Regions from separate parts of the Sus scrofa genome. Here region 1 is linked to region 2. The links are chromatin contacts, called in public Hi-C maps. All regions are on one chromosome and are shown on one strand. The core of a region is the stretch at or near the end of the contact, and the rest is flanking DNA. Distances in the headings are between cores, read along the strand shown.

Region 1 (6,529 bases), core at 3,609-6,108, 110 kb after region 2:
TACTGGGAGAGTCCTCTGACTCTTCCTTCTGCCTTTCCTCATTCTCATCGCCCAGCTTCAACAACCGTCACCTATACATTCTTACTCTCAGCCGTCACTCTATTATCCTTTAGTATTGGTTAAATCACTCTTTTTCTTTTAGATTTATTTTAGTTTCCATCCATCACCATACAGTCGAACCCCTTTACCCAGCACCTTACATTCTGATTACCACTACTCTGTCCTCTGAATTTACATGTTTTGTTTGGTTTGTTCATTTACTTTTTTTTATATTCTATGTATGAGTAAAATCACGTGGTATTTATCTTTGACTTATTTCATTTAGCATAGGTCCATCCATGGTGTCAAAAATGGCAAGATTTCATCTTTTTATGGCTCAGTAGTATTCCAGTGTGTGTAGATACAGATACACACAACATCTTTCTCCATTCATCCATTGATGGGCACTTAAGCTGGTTCCATATCTTGGCTATCGTAAATAATGCCACAATGAACCTAGCAGTGCAAATATCTTTTTGACTTAGTGTTTTGGTATTTTTTGGATAAATACCCAGAAGTGGGATAGCTGTGTCATCTGGTAGTTTTTGTTTTTTGGGTTTTTTTTTTTGTTTGTTTTTGTTTGTTTGTTTTTGAGGTTTTCCATAGAGGCTGTACCAATTTATATTTCCGCCAACAGTTCATGAAGGTTCCTTTTTCTCCACATCCTCACCAATGCTTGTTATTTCTTGCCTCTTTTTTTTTTTTTTTTTTTGTCTTTTTGCCTTTTCTAGGACCGCTCCTGCAGCACATGGAGGTTCCCAGGCTAGGGGTCAAATCGGAGCTGTAGCCACCAGCCTCCGCCAGAGCTACAGTGACGGGGGATCCGAGCCGAGTATGCGACCTACACCACAGCTCACAGCAATGCCGGATCCTTAACCCACCGAGCGAGGGATTGAACCTGCAACCTCATGGTTCCTAGTCGGATTCGTTAACCACTGAGCCACAACAGGGACTTTGTCTTTTTTGGGGGGGGGGGTGCACCCTTGGCATGTGGAAGTTCCCAGGTCAGGGGTCAAATCGGAGCTCCAGCTGCCAGCCACAGCTACAGCTACAGCAACTCCAGATCCTTAACCCACTGAGTGAGGCCAGGGATAGAACCCGAGTCCTCATGGATCCTAGTTGGGTTTGTTACTGCTAAGCCATTATGAGAACTCCTTCTTGCCTTTTTGATAATAGCCATTCTAACAGGTATGAGGTGATATCATATTACGATTTTGATTTGCATTTCGCTAGTAATTAGTGATGAACATCTTTTCATGTGCCTGTTAACCATCCCTATGTCTTGCTTGGAAACGTCTATTTAGTTCCTCTGCCCACTTTTTAACTGGGTTGTTTGGGGTTTTTTGTTGTTGAGTTGCATTAGTACTTTATATATTTTAGATATCAACCCCTTACTAGATACCTTATTTGCAAATATCTTTTCCCATTTGGTAGGCTGTCCTTTCATTGTGCTGATGGTTTCCTTTGCTGTGTAGAAGATTTTAGCTTGACATAGTCCTATTTGTTTATTTTTGCTTTCGTTTCCCTTGCCTGAGGAGACATATCTAGAAAGACATTGCTAAGACCAATGTCGAAGTGTGTACTGCTTTATGTTTTCTTCTAGGAGTTCAATGGTTTCAGGTCTAATATTCAAGTCTTTAATCTGGAACCCGATTTTTTTGGCCACACTCAAGTCATGGGCCATGGATCCAACCAACACCATAGTAGTAACCAGAGCCACAGTAGTGACAATGCCAGATCCTTAACCCACTGTGCCACCAGGGAACTCCTAGAACTCTGTTCTTTAAAGGTTTTAATGGAGGTTTCATTACTTAGGCATAACTGATTAAATGATTGGTCATTAGTGATTTAAACTCAGTCTCCAGCCCCTCTCACCTAAGATGTCAGGAGTGGGGCTAAAAATTCTAATCAAGACTTGGTCTTTCTGGAAACTAGCTCCCATCCTTAAGCTACCTAACCCACCATCCCCACTCCCCAGTAGTTGCAATACATATGGAAGAAACTTTTATCACACTGCAGACTCTAAGGGTTTTAGGAACTCTGTTCCTGAATGCAGGAACAAAGACCAAATATAGCTTTTATCATACCACTGCTATCCTAAAGGGTGTGAAGTGGTATGTCACTATGGTTTTGATTTGCATTACCTTAATGATTAAGTATCTTTTCATGTTTTCATCACTTAATGATGTTAAATATCTTTTCATGTTCTTACAGATCTTTTGTATGTCTTCTTTAGAGAAATATCTTTGAATGTTCTTTGCTCATGAGTTGTTTTTCTGTTGTCACTGAATTATTTATATATATTCTGGATATTAATCCCTTATCAGATACATGGTTTGCAAATATTTCTCCCTTTTTGTGCATTTTGTGGGTTGTCTTTTCACTCTCTTCCCCCCCCCCCATCTTTTTTGGGCCACACGCTTGGCATATGGAAGTTCCCAAGCTAGGGGTTGCTTCGGAGCTGTAGTGCCACAGCAACGTCAGATCCAGGCCACATCTTCGACCTACAGTTCACAGCAACACCAGATCCTTAACCCACCGAGTGACGCCAGAGATCAAACCTGCATCCTCATGGATGCTAGTTAGATTTGTTTCTGCTGCGCCATGACAAGAACTCTGCCTTTTCACTCTCTTGCTAGTGTCCTTTAATGGACAAAAGTTTTACTTTTTTTTTTGGTCTTTTTGCCTTTTCTGGGGCCGCTCCTGCAACATATGGAGGTTCCCAGGCTAGGGGTCGAATCGGAGCTGTAGCCGCTGGCCTACGCCACAGCCACAGTGACGCGGGACCCGAGTCGCGTCTGAGACCTACACCACAGCTCATGGCAACGCCGGATCCTTAACCCACTGAGCAAGGGCAGGGATCGAATCTGCAACCTCATGGTTCCCAGTCGGATTTGTTAGCCACTGCGCCATAACGGGAACTCCCAAAAGTTTTAAATTTAATGAAGTAAAATTTATCTATTTTTTTTTCTGTCTATGTCATTGGTGTCACATGGAAGAAATCACTGCCAAATTCAATGTCATGAAGCTTTTCTTCATGCTACCTTCCAGGAGTTTCACAGCTTTAGATCTTACATTTAGGTCTTTCATCTATTTTGAGCTGATTGATTTTGTAAGGTAAGGGTCCAACTTCATTCTTTTACATTTGTTGAAAAGCCTGTCCTTTCCCTAGTGAATGGCCTTGGCAACCACGTTAAAAATCATTTGCCCTTTTATGTGAGAATTTACTTCTGGTGGCCTGGAATACATTACATTTTATTTTTTAATCCTTTAGATCATTAGTATAGTTTTTCTTTCTTTCTTTTTTTTGTCACACCCACAGCACTCAGAAGATTCCTGGGATAGGGATGAAGCCCCATAACAGCAGTGACCCAAGCCCCAGCAGTGACAATCCCAGATCCTTAACTCACTGAGCCGTCAGGGAACTCTAGATCATTACTATCTGCAAAATACAAATTACATGACAATCTTTTCATATTAATAGAATTTTTGCAGAAATGACAGCAAGAAACACTTTTTGGGAATAAATACATAATTTTTAACACTATACGTATGTCTTCAACGTGTTAGTCAAATATGGCTGCTGCACAACAAAACTCAGAAGTATGCACTATTAATTCACTTTAGTGGTCTGATATTAATCCAATTCAGCAGCAGTTCGGGTTAGTCTGATAGTTTGCTGACTTTCGTTTAAAAACCACAGGTTTGGGGAGTTCCCATCCTGGTGCAGCGGTTAACGAATCCGACTAGGAACATGAGGTTGCAGGTTCAACCCCTGGCCTTGCTCAGTGGGTTAAGGATCCAGCGTTGCGGTGAGCTGTGGGGTAGGTCGCAGATGCAGCTCCATCCCGAGTTGCTGTGGCCGTGGTGTAGGCCGGCGGCTACAGCTCCTATCTGACCCCTAGCCTGGGAACCTCCATATGCCGCAGGAGCGGCCCTAGAAAAGGCAAAAAGACAAAAAAAAAAAAAAAGCAAACCACAGGTTTGGGAGCTCCTGCTATGGCTCAGCAGCGACGAACCTGCCTAGCAGCCGAGCGGCCCTGCCCGGTGGGTTAAGGACCCTCACCGCTGTGGCTGTGGCGTCGGCCGGCAGCTGCAGCTCGGATTCAACCCGGAGCCTGGGGACTTCCGTACGCGTGCGCGAGGCCCTAAAAAGCAAATAAAAACAAAATAACATCCGTACTTTAGAATCGTGTGTGGGAAATGGCCAAGCCTCGGTCCCCCACTCCCTCCACGCTTTCACCCTGGGAGCGGGAACAGTCTTTACACCCAACATTAAACCGTCAGAACGAGGTTAACCATCTGCGTGTTCTTCCGTCAACAAGTCCGTGAGTCAATTCTCTAAAAGCAGGAAAACACTCACAGAAACGCGCTCCCCGCCTGCGCTCGGCGGGGTGGACATCACGGGAGGCTCCGGAAGCGCCGTCCTCCGAGGCCGTCGTTAGTATTCCAGAAGTTTCTACGGGTGAAGGGGAGCATCTGGCACTTGGAAAACCACAAAGTGGCATTTCCACCGTGATATTATGTCACTAAACAACGCTTCTATGCTGCCAGCACTGTTCCCTTTTTCCGTTTTGTATATATGACAGGCTCCCTCAGGGGGCAGCGAACCGCCGAAGCGCTGGCCGTCGCCCTGGGCGGAGACGCCCCGACGCCTGAAGGCTCGTCGCAGCGCTGCGCAGCGCCTCACCCACCAGAGGGCGCCCGCGCCGCCTCGCCCGCGCCCTCGCCAGTGCGCGGGCGCAGGCCCCGCCCCCTCGGCTGGCCCCGCCCCATTGTCGCGCGGCCGCGGCCCCCGCTCTTCAGGCCCCGCCTCCGCCCCGCCCCCTTGAGCAGCGCGGCGGCGGCGGCGGCAACATGGAGGGGGAGAGCACGTCGGCGGTGCTCTCTGGTTTTGTGCTCGGCGCTCTCGCCTTCCAGCACCTCAACACCGACTCGGACACGGTGAGCCGAGCGGCGGGGCGGGAGCTGCAGTCGCCTCGGAAGAGGCCCTGCGCGCGGGCCCCTCGTGGCCGCCTTGGCCCGGGTCCCGCCCGCGGGCTCCCCGACGACGGCGACGGGCCGGCCCTCTGCCCCCCGAGCCGCCCTCTCAGCCCCTGGGCGGCCCCGGAGCTGCCGCCCGCCCTCTGACCCTTCCTCTGGTCGCCGGCGTTCATTTCCGCGCCCGACCGCAGCGTCCCGCACGCCCCCTTGCTCTCCTGCCGCAGCTCGCCTTGTCGGGACTCACTCGGTGGAGGAGGAAGAGAGAGGTCGCGGGGGTCCTGTGCCCCGCCGGGAAGGGTGCGGGTTAACGCTCTCCTAAGACCCCCAGGGGTTTTCCCACCACTCTTGTTTTTTTCCTGCAGAACAGCTACTGTGCACGTTTGTTGAAAGGGTCGGCGGGTAAGGGAATGAGAAGCGGTGCATCCAGTGGCTATTTGGGGAGAAGTCTTAGATGAAAAAGATTAACGTGCTTAGAGGGTATCTTTGACTTTTGTTGGCATTGATAGCAAATGTGTTATATTGTGAGGCCTCAGCTAGTTCCTTGTGAGATGCTTTCCGTTAAAATTTAAGTATTTAAGTTTGTCTTCACATATTAGGTATTTAAATGCTTATTCCTTTTGCCCGTTCAAAACCTCTGGATGAAGTAGTGAAGGACTTTTTAAAAACACAGTGCTGGGAGTTCCCGTCGTGGCGCGGTGGTTAACGAATCCGACTAGGAACCATGAGGTTGCGGGTTTGATCTCTGCCCTTGCTCAGTGGGTTAAGGATGCGGCGTTGCCATGAGCTGTGGTGTAGGTTGCAGACGCGGCTGGGACCCCGCATTGCTGTGGCTCTGGCGTAGGCCGGTGGCTACGGCTCCGATTAGACCCCTAGCCTGGGAACCTCCATATGCCGCGGGAGCGGCCCAAGAAATATCAAAAAGACAAAAACAAAACAAAACAAAAAAACCACAGTGCTTATTTTTTAAAGCTTTTGTTTTTACATTTTTCTATCTTTTTTTTTTTCTTTTTTTTTTTAGGGCTGCACCCTTGACGTTTGGAGGCTCCCACGCTAGGGTCAAAACGGATCTGTAGCTCCTGGCCTACGCCACAGTCACAACAACACGGGATCCTCGCTGGTCTGCGACCTGCACCACAGCTCATGGTGATGCTGGATCCTTAACCACTAAGTGAGGCGAGGGATGGAACCTTCGCACTCATGGGTACTAGTCAGATTTGTTTCCACTGAGCCAGGATAGGAGCTCCTTTTATGAAATTTTAGACTGAAACTTTGAGCCTGAGTAGTGTCTTAGAGTGAGTGCTTAGTAATTGGCTGATACAGTTTAGAGAGTCTCATACTGAACAAAGCTGGTCATTTCTTTGTGCCCTTCGTTTTTATAATAAAGGGCTGTCTTACCCAAAATGGGTTGGAATTGATCATTTCCATGTATGTAATTTTAAATAATCTTGTACATTAACACCTAGCAAAGAGCAAACACAGGATAATTTAAAATGTATGTGGGAGTTCC
Region 2 (5,782 bases), core at 1,963-4,462:
TATTACACCCCCACATTCTCAGCCCTGGAAAAACTCTTCGTTTGGGAAACTTTGACAAGTAACTTCATAAACAGAACCAATGAGAAAGACTTCACAGTTTTTTTTTTTTTCTCTCCTTTTTAGGGCCACACCCACAGCGTATGGAAGTTCCCAGGCTAGGGGTCTAATCAGAGCTACAGCTGCCAGCCTACACCACAGCCACAGCAAGTTGGGATCCAAGCTGCATCTGTGACCTACACCACAGCTCATGGCAACGCCAGATCCTTAACCCACTGATCGAGGCCAGGGATTGAACCCGCAACCTCATGGTTCCTAGTCGGATCCGTTTCCGCTATGCCACTACAGGAACTCCTGCTTTCATCTTTTTAGACAAACCATTGGCAAGTATCTATAACTCTGAAATTAACCCCAGTAATACCGCTGTTTGAGGTTCCACTACCCCCCATTCTCTGTACCAAAGAGATTCTCTTAATTCCAGTGGTTTTTATTTTCCATGAGCACCACTTGTAAAATATCTACAATTCTGAAAAATGCTACAAGTCATCATGCAATTGCAACCCCTTAGTGCTGTAATTATTTTTCATGTCTTTACATTCAGAGAATTCAGGGACATATTCCTAGGACCTAAAAATGATACTTGACCAATATTAGGGGTTCAAATAACTGTTTATTTGAATAAATGGATGGATGTCTCTAAAATGTCTACCTTAGTTTCTCATATGATTTTTTTTTTTTTTTGGTGGGGTGGGTTTTCAAAGATATGTTAAGTGAGCCCAAAATAGATCAATTCCAGTGAACTGACTTTGTAGTCATGTTTTTTGTTTTTTGTTTTTTTTAATTATTTTCCCCCTCCCCTTTTTGGCATTCCTGCCATGGCTCAGAGGAAATGAATCCAACTAGGAACCATGAGGTTGTGGTTTGATCCCTGGCCTCGCTCAGTGGGTTAAGAATCTAGTGTTGCTGTGATCCCTGGCCTCGCTCAGTGGGTTAAGGATCTGGTGTAGGTCACAGACTCGGCTCGGATCTGGTGTGGCTGTGGCTGCAGTGTAGGCTGGCAGCTGCAGCTCCAATTGGACCCCTAGCCTAGGAACCTCCATATGCCGTGGATGCAGACCTAAAAAAAGAAAAAAAGAAAAGAAAGATTTTTTTCTTAATGGAATAGATTGTTGAACCAAGAGTAGCCGTTCTCTCTAGAACTATGAAGAATGCACACTGTCCAGAAATCCTAAGCTTGGTGTTAAATTCATTCATTAAGTGCATCTGGGAGCTGCCTCCTTTTGAAGAGGGGGTAAGTTTGTGCTGCTGTGTTGCACTCAGGAAAGTTAAAGCATTTGGGGCGTTTCAGAATTGCAGGCACAGGGAACGGGGATGGATGTGTACTGGCGTCCCAGCAGTGCGGTGCAGCAGGTCGAGTTGCTCCTTTACTTCGTGTGTTGGCCCAGCCAGCATGCCCACAGGCCTGTCACTATGGTAACACACCCGAAGGACGGTCCCTTCTCCTCCACCCCACCCACAGGGTGTGCTCTCAGACTCCAGCCAGCCGTTCTCCGTTACCAAACGATTGGTGCAAGATGTGGTACAGGAGCCAGATCAGGCCAGAGTCCTTCCTTTGAGCCTCTTCTATTTGCCCCTGAGTCACAATGCAGAAATGATTTGAAAGCTGGATCTCTGCTCATCCCCTGAGGCAAGAGAGGATAAAACCAAACAGAAATGGATACAGAGGGCCTGGGCCTGGTGACATGGGGTCCTGGATGGAGCCTCCAAGGCTGTGCTCCTTCAGCAACCTTCTCAGTCTGAGGGACACACCTTTTCTTGCTTAAGCTTATTTGAAATGGGTTTCAGTCGCCTGTGTGACAGAAAGGAGACCTGGTGAATATACCAGGGTTTTGCCCTAGCCAGATAATGTGACCTCCCTTTATGATATTATTTCTATGGGGAGAGTTTTCAAGTCCAAATATTCCACAAATCTTTCTCATAAACTTTTTTTTTTTTTGGCCACACCCACAGCATATGGAAGTTCCCAGGCCAGGGATGGAATCCCAGATGCAGCTGCAATCTATGCCACAGCTATGGCAACGCTGGATCCTTAACCCACCGCACCACAGCAGGAATACCTTTTACGAGGTTTTGGGGGTTTTTTTTCTGATAAACTTTTTAAACAATCTGGCAAGTGGAAGGTGAGTTGAAGTCAATGCATTCCTAATGCTGACCACCAGATGGCGCCTAAAGCATTCTTTCAAAGGCTGCTTCTCAACTAGCCACGCAGGATGATTGCCAGTCTAACGTCTTATTTATGCCCCCTGTCGATTCCACTATGTTGCAAAATTGTGCCATTCTAGATGGTTCCATGTGCATTCTGGTAGTTACAGTATACCTCACAGAGTATCTTGCACTTAATGGTCTTCAGCAAATGGTCAAAGGACCAAAATATTGAACAAATGTTAAAAAGGGGAGATTTCGTCTTTTCTTTCAGGATAACAGATATGTTTAGGGAATTCAGCTACATCAACACGTGGTATGACAGTTTAGATCGCCAAAGCCCTATTAGGTGCTCATGAATTAGCCTGGTTATCCGTTCTTTCTGCACCGTCAGACACAACATAATATTATACTTAAATCATTTTCTCTTAAAAATTAATTTATATCCCTGTCTCTAAACTAGATTTAGTGTTCACCAATTGGCCCAAGAAAGCTTGCCTTCAGTTTTCAGTTACAACCTATTACACACAAGTCAACACAAAAATATACTCCATCTTACAGAGTCTGTATTATATTTTAATGTGAGTTCACAAAAATGAAAGACAAAGCCTCTTGGATAAAATGCAAAGGTCCTACCACCAGCATAAGAGTTTGTGAACCCTCTTTATGGGAACAAAATCTTGCTCCATTGCCCCTCCTTGGATAGTAAAACAGCATCGCCAGTTATATCCTGATTGCAGCCTGTAATTTTAGGACTTGGCACAATTTGTGATGACAGGTTTCTGTTTAATTATTTTCTTGATACTGTTCTCCCTCTCTACAGTTACTATCTCCAGGGCAGGAACTGAAACTATTCTGTACCACTAGGTACTCAGCACTCAATAAATACTTATTGAATGAATAAACAAATGAGTGTCACAAATTGAAGTCACTTTCCTGAATACAGAGAGTTACCATTAAACAGGTGCAATTATTTATCAGGACACAATCTGTACCCTGATAAACAGGGCAAGTACACAGAACAATTCCAGAGTCCAGTCAATCCAGGTTGGGAGAAAAGCCTTACACAGGGAGCCTAGGATCTGTACCAGTACCTTTAACCCATTTCCAGCACACACACTCCTCTGCCCCAGGAAGAGGCTAAGAAGTTCTGCATCTATTCCTGTCCCAACTAGAGTTCTCCCTAAACTCTCCTGGCCACAGATGGATCAAACTTAACCTGATCTCCACCCTCCAAAGTGCTTTTGGTCAATTAAGCTTTTTAACCCACCTGCGTTTTCTCTCCTACCTATCTATTGTCTCCTGGTGATCTCGGTCAGATTTCCTACACTTTTACTTTTTTTCTTTTTAGGGCCGCACCCTGGGCATATGGAGGTTCCTAGGCTAGGGGTCCAGTCAGAACTACAGCTGCCAGCCTACATCCCAGCCACAGCAACTCGGTATCCGAGCTGAGTCTGGGACATACATCACAGCTCACGGCAACACCAGATCCTTAACCCACTGAGCAAGGCCAGGGGTCAAACACGCGTCCACACAGATGCTAGTCAGATTCATTAACCACTGAGCCACAAGAACTCCTTCACATTTTTTTTTTTTTTTTCCGCTTTTTAGGGCCACACCTGCAGCACATGGAGGTTCTCAGGCTACAGCTGCCAGCAAACACCACAGCCACAGCAACGCAGGATCCGAGCTGCATCTGCAACCTACACCAGAGCTCACAGCAATGCCAGATCCTTAACCCACTGAGCAAAGCCAGAGATTGAACCTGCATCCTTGAGGATTCTAGTGGGGTTTGTTAACCTCTGAGCTACCAAGGGAACTCCAGATTTTCCACACTTTTTATTACCTGTTGAATCTGACTCCAGTTTGCGTTCAGTCGAAAAAGGGCTTTTTCTCTACAAACAAGCAAATGTACTTTAGTATTTACATAGGATATGAAGACTGCCCAAAAGAAAGAAAATACCAAGCAGCATGGTACTACTGCTGTACCTGGTAGAGCTATTTAGACTAAAGGAACAAAAATTACCTCTGGGTGACTTAAACCAAAAGCAATGTTTTAGAAGGACATGTGGTAGAATGCAAAGACAGGATTCCAAAGAAGGATCAGGCCTTGAGGAGGAAACAGGGCGCTGTGAGCATCTTGGTAGCAGGAAATAATGAACAGATTCCGCTCAAGATGCCGCCCTCAAAGGAACCAATTCAGGGAGTTCCCGTCGTGGCGCAGTGGTTGACGAATCCGACTAAGAACCTAAGAACCATGAGGTTGCGGGTTCGGTCCCTGCGCTTGCTCAGTGGGTTGGCGATCCGGCGTTGCCGTGAGCTGCGGTGTAGGTGCGGATCGGATCCCGCGTTGCTGTGGCTCTGGCGTAGGCCGGTGGCTACAGCTCCGATTGGACCCCTAGCCTGGGAGCCTCCATATGCCGCAGGGAGCGGCCCAAGAAATGGCAAGGAGACCAAAAAAAAAAAAAAAAGGACCCAATTCAGTCTGTGCAAACACACCAGTCCCGATTCCAACTTCAGAGAGGGAATCTGATTGGCCTAGAGTGGGTCATGTGATCAACCTTTTCTTGGAGGAGGGGCACGTTAATTGACAGGCCCACCCAGGATCCATTCCAGGGGGATGCGTCTGCTACCCAAAGAAAAGGAGAGGTCCCTTCGCACTTGTAAACCTAGTGTAGATTCCGTCGGGTCCTAAAGTGTGCCGTGTACAGTAGCAAAATGAAGCCTGATACTCTCAAAGGATCTGAGTGATGGGTCTGAGCTCCGGAGTTTTCCTCCCAGAACTTTTGACCAACAATAGTGACGATATTGGAAGGAAAGTGGGACTCCACGTGGCCGTCACCCAAGCTTGTAAAGCCAGACCCAAGTGACATGTTGAAGCCATCACTGCTTTCCTTCATTCGACTGACTGTGCGGTTTTAATTGACATTCCGTCTAGAAGGACCTACCTCCTCCCCGTTTCCTCACCCTGGGTTCACACAAACCGACCTCTAGGCACTATCTTTCCTGCTCAAAATAGTGTTAGAAAGAGCTTCAGTTTAGAAATCTGAGTCTTTTCTTCTGCGTCTGTAAGAAGCCTGATTCGCCTGAGTCAACTAAGGGAGCATAAGGCAAAGGTGCCTACACGCATAGAAAAAGACAGTGTTTTTATTGCTAATAAAGTATTATTTCGGAATCATTTCCTAATAGTTCATGTTTTTTTTTTCTCCCCTCGCTCCAAGTCCAGCAGCCTGACAACTAAAGGGACTTTGGGAGGTGCGGGGGTGGGGGGGGTTGTTTTGGGTTTGTTTTTGGTTTTTTTTTTGTCTTTTTAGAGCCACACCGGTGGCATATGGAGGTTCCCAGGCTAGGGGTCCAATCAGAGCTACAACTGCATAGATCACAGATGAGGTTCAGATCTGGCATTGCTGTGGCCATGCTGCAGGCCAGCCGGCAGCTACAGCTCCCATTCGACCCCTAGCCTGGGAACCTCTATGTGCCACAGGTACGGCCCTAAAAAGACACAAATAAATAAATAAATAAATCTATAAATAAACAAATAAATAAATGGCAGAGGACATGAGGAAGAGGGGGGATGGTATGT

The links. Hi-C and Micro-C count contacts between places; a contact is called where the count stands out from the background.
Region 1: a contact with region 2 is called in a Hi-C map of liver, with 5 times the contacts expected there. The contact joins the promoter of ABRAXAS1 here to the enhancer-like site in region 2. A contact is called at or near these places in 1 of 5 promoter capture datasets (liver), 32 of 47 Hi-C or Micro-C datasets (adipocytes, adipose tissue, alveolar macrophages and 17 more) and 2 of 2 datasets of contacts at active chromatin or transcription factors (alveolar macrophages and skeletal muscle).

What each region holds. Positions count from the first base shown.
Region 1 is chr8:134,997,439-135,003,967 of Sscrofa11.1, forward strand. ABRAXAS1 (BRCA1-A complex subunit Abraxas) reads left to right here and starts at 4,859. Exons shown (of 8, transcript XM_005656571.3): 1 at 4,859-4,983. The coding sequence starts at 4,897. GPAT3 (glycerol-3-phosphate acyltransferase 3) reads right to left here and starts at 4,702. Exons shown (of 13, transcript XM_003129347.5): 1 at 4,403-4,702.
Region 2 is chr8:134,885,794-134,891,575 of Sscrofa11.1, forward strand. The region is part of intron 1 of LOC106507813 (a long non-coding RNA gene); the gene reads right to left. Among named protein-coding and RNA genes, the nearest start is that of GPAT3, 110 kb to the right of the region's middle. Within about 2 kb of position 3,213, at least 5 of the 83 cell types and tissues checked have an H3K27ac peak or open chromatin away from gene starts, as enhancers often do. A contact at or near this core is called in adipose tissue, fetal skeletal muscle and liver, where this site is marked.